Linked DNA regions of Zea mays: region 2 is linked to region 1. A link is a contact called in public Hi-C data. All regions are on one chromosome and are shown on one strand. Each heading gives the region's core, a stretch centred on a gene start, on an enhancer-like site or on the middle of the called end of the contact. The rest is flanking DNA. Distances are from core to core; before and after follow the strand shown. Region 1 holds the start of LOC100272870 (Acidic endochitinase). Region 2 holds the start of LOC100193371.

What was found. A called contact is a pair of places that touch in the nucleus more often than the background predicts.
Region 2: a Hi-C map of ear shows a contact between it and region 1, with 2.8 times the contacts expected there. The contact joins the promoter of LOC100193371 here to the promoter of LOC100272870 in region 1. A contact is called at or near these places in 3 of 25 Hi-C or Micro-C datasets (ear, endosperm and leaf).

What each region holds. Positions count from the first base shown.
Region 1 is chr4:7,655,185-7,659,985 of Zm-B73-REFERENCE-NAM-5.0, reverse strand. LOC100272870 (Acidic endochitinase) reads right to left here and starts at 2,182. Exons shown (of 1, transcript NM_001147323.2): 1 at 1,073-2,182. The coding sequence starts at 2,152. The coding sequence ends at 1,247.
Region 2 is chr4:7,964,432-7,969,232 of Zm-B73-REFERENCE-NAM-5.0, reverse strand. It overlaps LOC100193371, which reads left to right and starts at 2,099. Exons shown (of 8, transcript NM_001138501.1): 1 at 2,099-2,111; 2 at 2,647-2,979; 3 at 3,842-3,913; 4 at 4,512-4,576; 5 at 4,658-4,799. The coding sequence starts at 2,707.

The DNA of each region.
Region 1 (4,801 bases), core at 933-3,432:
ATAAAAGCAATATATTATAATATACATATGGGTACGAAAGAAAATAATTAATTATGGATTAGTTTGTTGTGATGTGACATAGTTGTCTATGGTTTGTTCATTATATTGTCTAAAATAGGATATTATATGTGAATAAAAGCGGGATATCATGACTAAAAACGGGAAAAGTGAAAACAGTCAGAAAACACCCATATTGTTTCCATCCAATTTCCACATTTATGAAGAATAAAAATCGAAAACGATCGGAATTCCCATAAATACGAATTGTAACGGGTCAATGTACAAATTGGAGCAGAGCGAAATGGGATCGCTTAGTTAAACAAATCGCTTCCAGGTTACGTCCTACACGCCACCCTTTCCTTCAGCTGGACTGTTGTAGCGCGGGCGGTGATGCCCCCTGCCAGTGATGTGGAGGACATGGTTCGAGGATTTTTCTACTAAGTGATCAAAGACTAGCAATATTCTTATTCTGAGCGTAGGACTTGTTGACATCGTTACTTGAAGTTGTTGAATAATGGGAAATTAGCTCATTTTCTGACTCAAACACCGGGAATCTCCAAGTAGATTTAAGTTTCCATACTACAGCCCTTGATATAAGGAGGTTGTCATAGTTTTTTTTTTCTGCCATATCTTATCTTATCTTAAGGAATCCTATTTTGTTCGGCATGATAACTTTTTTCCTTAGTTTAAGGAGAAAAGGGGCACACAGTTTTCTTTGGTGGCCGCAACTTTTACTGGCTGTTAGTTTTCAGTTTCTCCCTTTACTCTCCTTGAATCACGCGCCTTTGTCTTGCGAGGCGTTGTTGCTTCTGTTGCTGTTTTGATTCCTTCGCTTTTGGTTATTATTAATCTTGTTTTTATTTTATCAATTTGAGCTAATCTTAATAGGGAAAACATGCACCACGAGGAATCGGGATCGGGGCCCATTATCGTCCCTAAGCCTGAGTCCAGGCAGAGCAGCCGAGGAGGCGGCCCAGCCCGGACAGGCCCAAGACGTAGCGGTGCAGGTCGCTCCGCGCGCGCGAGCCAGGAGCGGCGCGGCGCTGCAGGCCCAGAGACCAGGCGACGGAGTGGCGCGGCCCACCGGCTGGAAGCTGACCATTTTATTCCGTTGGTGGATCATCAGATCATCACATTATTACATTACAGTGTATTATAAAGTTAAGAAGAAAAATACAATAATACTATTATATATTAGGTGATAAACCGGGTGGATGTGGATGGATGTGGATGGGAAGCTTAATTATTAGCTGCTGCTGATGTAGTGGTTCATCTTGTCGTAGTACCTATCCCAGATCATGAGGCCACCGTAGTTGGGCGCCTTCTGGGCGAACTGCAGCACGTTGTAGTAGAGGTCCTTCTGGAACATGTACGCGTCCTTGTCCGCCTCGGGCGACGCCACGACGCCGACGAACACGCGGCTGGCCGGGTACGCCGCGGCCCACTTCTCCCACGCCTCCCGGTCGGACCAGGTGCACTTGAGGTCGCCGTACAGGCGGACGTGGACGCGGGAGACGAGCCCCGTGGCGAGCGCCGCCTGCGCGCGCGGGTCCGGGTACGCGCACCGCACCGTGGCCGTCAGCGTCACCCCGAGCCTGCCGCGGTAGCTCCTGTTGTAGGCGTAGAGGCGCCTGGCCAGCTCGTCGTAGTGGCCGTCGACGCCGCCCTGGTCGATGTACAGGTCGACGCCGTCCAGCGCCGCGTCGCCGAACGGGCGGCGCAGCCCCGCGCGCGAGCCGCCCAGGTAGGCGTCCCACAGGTACGCGGCGAGGTCCGCCGCCGCCCGCGCGGACGGGAGGGAGTAGCCGGCGCCGGCGCCGGTGTTGGTGTTGGGCGGCCCGCCGATGGAGAGGAGCACGAGGATGCCCTTGGCCTGGCAGTGCTTGACGTCGGCGCCGACGCCCGCGAGCGGGTGGCCCGAGAGGTCGAGCGAGTAGTAGGCGGCGCCGTGGCCGAAGCCGCGGAGGAAGGAGATGATGACGGTGGTGTAGGTGCCCGTGTCGCAGGCCTCGCGCAGCGTGCCCTCGTCCTTGTTCCGGCCCCAGAAGACGGCCACGTCGCCCGGGCCGGTGGCGGCCAGCGACAGCGAGCCGGATGCCGCCAGCAGGGAGAGGAGGAGGATGCCGCACGGACGCCGCCGCGTGAACGCCATTGCTATGTGCTGGAGTGTGGGTTGATGGGTGAAGACTGCGGGCGCGGAGCACGTGTATTTATGCATGGATCGGAGTAGCTAAGGTGACGAGGGCCATGATGATTATTGGTAGTAGCAGACACATGTGTTCTTCGTTGACGATATTATATTATCCATACATAGAAAAAGGGTTTGCAGAAGCATCTCGTCAGTGAGACTGAGAGAGTGGGGGACAGCACCGCAGCAGATGAGCATGCACATGCTGACCCATGTGTCGGTGATCGACGACGACGCTGACCGCGCCAGAAAGCCGGCGAGGTTTGACCACTGCTGGCTGCTGCAAAACAGCCTGGCACATAGCCATTTCCCGACTATTCTGTGTGTGGAGTAGAGATGGTAATGGGATCTGATCTTTTATTCTTCGTAGGAAATTTTTTCATTAAGGGCTTGTTTGGAAGCAAGTGAAATGAAAGGTATTGATAGGACTATAATCCCTTGCTATCTAAAATTGAATAGTGGAGGATTATAGGTCCTTCAATCCACTTCATTACCTTTACTCCCAAACAAGCTCTAAAGGGTGAGGATAGTGAAGTTTCTTCTCTAATTTCCCCGCCGGTTAAACGGGATGGAGATGGGAAACATTCTCTATACCTATTCCCCGTAGTGACTCGTTAAATTTACATGTAACGATGTTTTAATATAATAGTTTATAAAATAAATAATTATCTTGTCAGGAGATCGTTCGTTGTATAAATATATTCATTTTAGTGTATATATAACATTTTTTATATCTAACAATGCGTATAATTGATAATGTTTTACATTAATAACAAATGAAATATGATCAATTATATATATCACTTGTTCGGTTAGGAGTGGATTGAAGGGAAATGGATGGTATTAAATCCTCTTTTAATCTCCCTCAATCCACCTCTCAATTAGGAGGGGATTTAATTTCATCTAATCCCTCTCAATTTACCTTTAACCGAACAAACCTTTAGTAGGGTGTCTTTAAGGCTAGTTTGGAAACTCAAATTCACTTCGAAATTGAAGAGGATTGGACAGGAAATTAGTTCATTTATACCTCAATCCTCTCTAATCCCGAAGGGAATTTAAGGTTTCAAAGTAGCCTTTAGTGGAGTGTCTACAATGTTGGGTCTACGAGGATCCATGCATGGCCGATTAGGGGCTTGTTCGGTTAGGGGTGGATTGAGAGGGATTGAAGGGGATTCAATCCCCTTCTATACAAATTTAAATAGGAGGGGATTTAATCCCCTCCAATCCCCCTTAAACCCCTCCAAACCGAACAAGCCCTAGATGGGTGGTGCCATGGGGTCCACAGACATGCCAATTATGGGTATTTCACTCAATATCCTACCCTCGTTGAATAGTATAGCATGGAGAAGGTCGATGATGTCCGATAGGTTAGATGGAAAGTGAGGATTGTGTTATGATGAATGGAATATGACGATAATAAAATTAGGAGCAAACGACCATTAATTGTTCGAAGTAGTAACGACCCTCTGTATTTATAGGCCACACCTATAGTCAAGAGAAAAATACACTTGCCCCAAAACAAGGGGGTCTTCACACATATTTATAGGTATACTACGAAGACATAATTGATAAAGAGTCTAATGATACTTATCCATATCATAAATATTATTATTTTATTATATAAATTTGATTAAAGTTAATATATTTTAATCGTCGAAGAAAAGGTTGAAACCACTTATTCGTTAGGGTCGAGGGAGTGAGAGCACCTAGAGGGGGGTGAATAGGTGATCCTGTGAAACTTGAAAACTTAAGTCACAAAACTTGGTTAATCGTTAGCACAATAATTGTCAAGTGGCTAGAGAGGAGTCAAAACACAATAACCACAAGAAATCAATCACAGAGATGGCACGGTGGTTATCCCGTGGTTCGGCCAAGACCAACGCTTGCCTACTCCACGTTGTGGCGTCCCAACGGACGAGGGTTGCAATCAACCCCTCTCAAGCGGTCCAAAGACCCACTTGAATACCACGGTGTTTTGCTTGCTTTTTCTCAATCCCGTTTGCGAGGAATCTCCACAACTTGGAGCCTCTCGCCCTTACACTTGAAATTCACAAAGAAGCACGGAGCAAGGGAGGGATTAGCAACGCACTCAAGACAAGAAATCACAGCAACGCCACGCACACAAATCGCAATGAGAGCTCACAACACAACTCAATGAGTTCACCACTCAACTAGAGCTCTAATTGCTTATCACAAAGAATCAAAGGCGCGGAATCGATGTCTTGGTGCTTAGGAATGTTGTAGGAATGTTTGGTGTTCTCCTCCATGCGCCTAGGGGTCCCTTTTATAGCCCCAAGGCAGCTAGGAGCCGTTGAGAGCAATCATGGAAGGCTGATCTTGCCTTCTGTCGTCTGGCGCACCGGACAGTCCGGTGCACAACGGACACTGTCCAGTGCCAGATTTCTTTCCTTAACTGGCGCAGCCGACCGTTGGCAGCCAGAGAGCCATTGGCGCACCGGACATGTCCGGTGCACACCGGACAGTCCGGTGCCCCCTTCTAGCCGTTGCCTTGGCCACATGTCCCGCGCAGATCGCGCGGCCGACCGTTGGCTCACCGGACAGTCTGGTGCACACCGGACAGTCCGTTGAATTATAGTCGTACGTCGCCGGTGA
Region 2 (4,801 bases), core at 850-3,349, 310 kb before region 1:
TCTCTCCGGCTGCCACATTGGCATGTACCTAGGGCGCTAGCTCTCTCTCCGCTAGACACGTAGCACTCTGCTACACCCCCCATTGTACACCTGGATCCTCTCCTTACGACTATAAAAGGGAGGACCAGGGCCTTCTTAGAGAAGGTTGGCCGCGCGGGACCGAGGACAGGACATGCGCTCTCTTGGGGCCGCTCGCTTCCCTCACCCGCGTGGACGCTTGTAACCCCCCTACTGCAAGCGCACCTGACCTGGGCGCGGGACGAACACGAAGGCCGCGGGACTTCCACCTCTCTCACGCTCGACTCCGGCCACCTCGCCTCTCCCCCCTTCGCGCTCGTCCACGCGCTCGACCCATCAGGGCTGGGGCACGCAGCACACTCACTCGTCGGCTTAGGGACCCCCCTGTCTCGAAACGCCGACACCTGGTGTGGAAGACCATCCTGCCTCTAAGAAATAAAGACCGAAAGTTTAGGAAATGGTCGCCAAGCTGGGAGGGTCCATACAAAGTAAAACAGGTAATATCTGGTAACGCCTATTTATTACAAACATTACAAGACAAAGATTTGCCCAAAGCTTTAAATGGACGTTTCCTCAAGCAGTACCATCCTATTATGTGGCAAGATGTTAAGAAAACCGATGTAATCATATCGAGTTAGTTGCTTTTGGTTTGCTCAGCTCCACCAAAAGGCAGGGGGCATATGTTGGTCACCAAATTGAGCCGCCGGACGGTCCGGCCCTGGGGCCGGACGGTCCGCGCGCGCGCAGAACAGATTAGGGTTCCGAGTTTCTTGCTGTGTTTATTGACGAAATTCACGGAATTAGCTCGGAGAGTTTGTTTGTAAAGGGTCCAGCCCTTCTCCTCTATAAAAACAAAGGAATACGACCGATTTATATAATCAATTGAACCTACAATCAATACAATTTACATTTTATCTTAGGAGTAGTTCTAGTCTAATTTTAGTTTAGTCTTCCAATCCCCAAATTCTCCGCTTCTATTCGACTCTACGTCGATTAGAGGAGTCTAGGTCGGTCTGCCGAACCTAGACAACACCTAGGATCTCTCCTCCCCGACGGATTCCCTCTCGGGAGCGAGATCCAGGCGCCGCCGGCGACTTCCGCCGCCCCTGCGCACGCGCGGACCGTTCGGCCTCAGTGCGCGGACCGTCAGGCAGAAAAAACTAAGCCCTGCGCCAGGTCGTGGACCGTCCGGCCCCTGGCCGCGGACCGTCCGCTCCTGTGCAGAGAGCACCGCCGCGGTTCTTGTTTAGTGATTGGCGCCCGAAAAAGTCACCAACAGATGTAAACATGGTGCTTTTTTTAGAGTTCTTTATAAAAATATAGAAAGTTGTTTTGTCAGAGAAATCCGTGCTGAGGTGGCATAGGAAGAGCCTACCTAAAGGAGCCTAATATGTGGCTAACCTAGTAACCTTTGACCTGTCAGCTTAGAAGACTGTTATGCAAGAAAGATTGACGCGGCAATTCTATTTAGCCGCTTCAATAAAGAAAGATGCGACCAACATGTTCGTTAAGGAAAAAAATATTATTTTTAGAAACATTTTAAAAAGGTTATTTTCTAAAAATAAATCCGAGGGCGGAGATGAAAGTGCAACGACCGGCTGGAGGCCGGGAGAGCGTGTGAGTACTGTGTGATGACGTGATCACACGGAGCGTGCACGGCCGGGCGACGCGGTTGGAGGCCGTACGCGGCAAACGACCCGTTCCCTTCCTGACGCCACGCCACCACCAACACGACGCGCCGTCCGTCAACGTCAGGTAAATTGAAGAAGAGCCGCCGTGAGCCTGGCTGACGGCGAAGGAAGACTGGGCGGCGCCGTCCGATCGGGATCCGGAGGCTGGAGGGGGTCGGGCCCATAGGGCCTGCAATGAAGACGCGCGCCGCGTTTGACCGTTGCGCGCAGACGCTTTCCCGTCCAGTCCTACAGGCTACAACTACAAGAGGGGAAAAAGACACGAAGGAAAAAAAAACCAGAGCTGGAAGGAGAGAGAAGGAACCAAAAAAAAAGCTCGGAATTTGTAGTCTCCAAGCCGTGCGACGACCGGACGGGAAGGGGAAGAGAGGGAGGGCCGCCGCTGAAGTCGCCGTCGGTGAGGTACGTCCCCGTCGCCCTTCCGGCGGCGCTAGATCCCGCGTGGGGGGACTGCGGTTCCCCGCGCCTGCAAAGGCGCCGGTCGGTCGGGCCGGCGCTGCGTGTGGCGTGTACCCTTTCGTGTCCTGTCTCGCTGCCGTCGCTTCTCGCGTGGGGGATGGGGTTCCCCTCGTTCTCGCCGCCTGCCGGCTCGTGGTCCTCGTGGGATTCGCATGTAGAGGTCCAGTTTCTGCTTAGGTTCGGGGGCCATGGAGCTGGAGGCAGAGCTGTTGCTAGGGTTCATTAGTGTCGGCTCCCGAGTCCCGACTCCAGCAGTCCAGTTTCAGTAAACGGGGGAGGGCGGTATACCCTGCTCTTCGAAATGGAGGCTCTCCATTTTTAGGCACGGGTCAGCAGCACTGCCCCTGTATCGCATCTTAAGGTCAATTACATATGTCGACGCTATTCTCGACCGTGCTACCATCGCGTTGATTTTTAGTGAGAGTAACATCTGATCATTCATTTATTCTTACCCTTGCCGCGCGCATATTCCTACCAGGAGATCGGTTCCTGCGTGCAGAGGCGGCAACAAGCGCTGCAGAGGGAGGAGGGATTTGGGATGGCTGGTGACGACCATGTGGTGGTTGACGTGAACGGCTTAGCAAAATCCAAGGATGACGGGGGTTCCAAGAAGCTGTCTGAGGATGCAAATGGTTCGGCTCCGGCTGCTGCATCTTTGTCAGCAGCTGTTGACTTGGTCCAGGAGGAGGAGGAGGAGGAGGGTGATGGGGAGGAGGAGCCGCTAATCCAGGCCGCGGAGTGCCGCATATGCCAGGAGGAAGATAGCGTGAAGAACCTCGAGAAACCGTGTGCTTGCAGCGGCAGTCTCAAGGTTTACACCCTACTTAATTAAATTACTGCATGCCATTCTTATCTCCACAGAGCTTTAAGCTTCACAGTTGTTCATGAGGTGTACCTGCAATTAAAATTTTCGCTTTTGGTTCTCTTTTTGCATTAACATGTGTCTGTCATTTCCATTGACATGTTTTCTTGATTAAAAAGCACAAAACGATCACATGGTTCCATTCATAACCATGACACTCTTGTAGGAAACACACTCATCTCTCCCCAATCACTACTGCATCATATCCTGTAATATTGCTTGTCTATATCTGCTCTGTTGGGAGAGCTCCAAGTTATTCATTCACTTCTCTATGCAGTAGAGTTGCACTATTTTTCTACCACATTGCTAACAGGAATGGACCAGTTGATTCAGCTGCTGGTTGGTCCATGTTATGCAACTAGGCATGTTATCACTACACATATCTAACACAACGGTTCCAGTTCATAGCTGGCTGAATTTTATGATCTATCAGTTTAAGGTCATCATCATGCTTAATGTGAATTTCTGATCTGGACTGTTTTTTTGGATAGAGTATAGTAATTAATGACTTCTGAACTGACTATCCTCGCTGCGTTCTTTCATGTTCTTTTTTATTTAGTCACTTTGCTCCTTTTTCATTAATGGTTTATTCATGGACATTTTCAACTTCTACCGCGAAGCCTTCTGATGTTGGAACTTTGTGTTCTCTTCTATTATTTTACCCATAAAAGAACTTGGGATTTATTTTATACCTTTTTGTAATCATGTAAGAAACTTTTTTCTTTCTATTCATGCTGAGTGATATAGTTAAATATTTTTTTGGTGAAACTTGACACATTCAAGAATTTATAGTTTTAATTTTCATGTGCAGTATGCTCACAGAGCTTGCGTGCAACGCTGGTGCAACGAGAAAGGAGACACTACTTGTGAAATTTGTCATGAGGTTGGTTAAGTTTTTCTCAGGTTCATTATTCTGGTTCTAGTTTTTTAGTGCTGAATCTGCTGATGCAAAATTGGCATAGTATATATGTTGATATTTGTATCTCTAAAGTCTTGTTGCCCATGTTTCTTCTACTCGAAGGGTTTTTATCGTGATCACCTCACTAGTCACTAGTATTATGCACTACAAATAATTAGAACTAAAATGATACAAGGTCCTTGTCATATTCTTTGATACCATGTGCAGTGCTTTTCTATCTACCTGGGTTTGTACTAGAAGGTTTGTGATCATGTGGTATTAGACTTTAGTGTTTTTAGGCTAGTGATTTAATTTGGATGGTGATTTAACAAAGTGACGGATCATATTATAATTTTGTGTGTTTTAAATGGTATTTATCTGGTTCACCTATTTTGGTCAATTGGTTTTGTATGTCCAATATTCTTATTCAACTATGAATTGACTCTATTATTGATTGTACCTATTTTCCTACCCCCCCCTCCCCCCCCCAAAAAAAAAGAATATGCTTTGGTCCTTACCTCTGCATTTTAAAGTTTCCTTTCTTCGTATACTGATTCTTTCTAGGCTTGGTAATAACCTGTAGGAATACAAGCCAGGTTACACTGCGCCACCTCGTGTTCAGCCAGATGAGACAACCATAGACATTGAGTAAGTTATTTTGGACTTTTTTTGCCATTTTTATTTAAGTTAATAGAATTAAACATATCTAAGCAAATAACCATTTTTCAGTGGTGATTTGGTTATGGATTTGCGAGACCCAAGGATTCTTGCTGTAGCAGCTGCCCAACATCGTCTTCTTGAGGCAGAGTATGATGGTTACGCTAGTACAGATGCTAGTGGTGCTGCATTCTGCCGTTCAGCTGCGCTTATTGT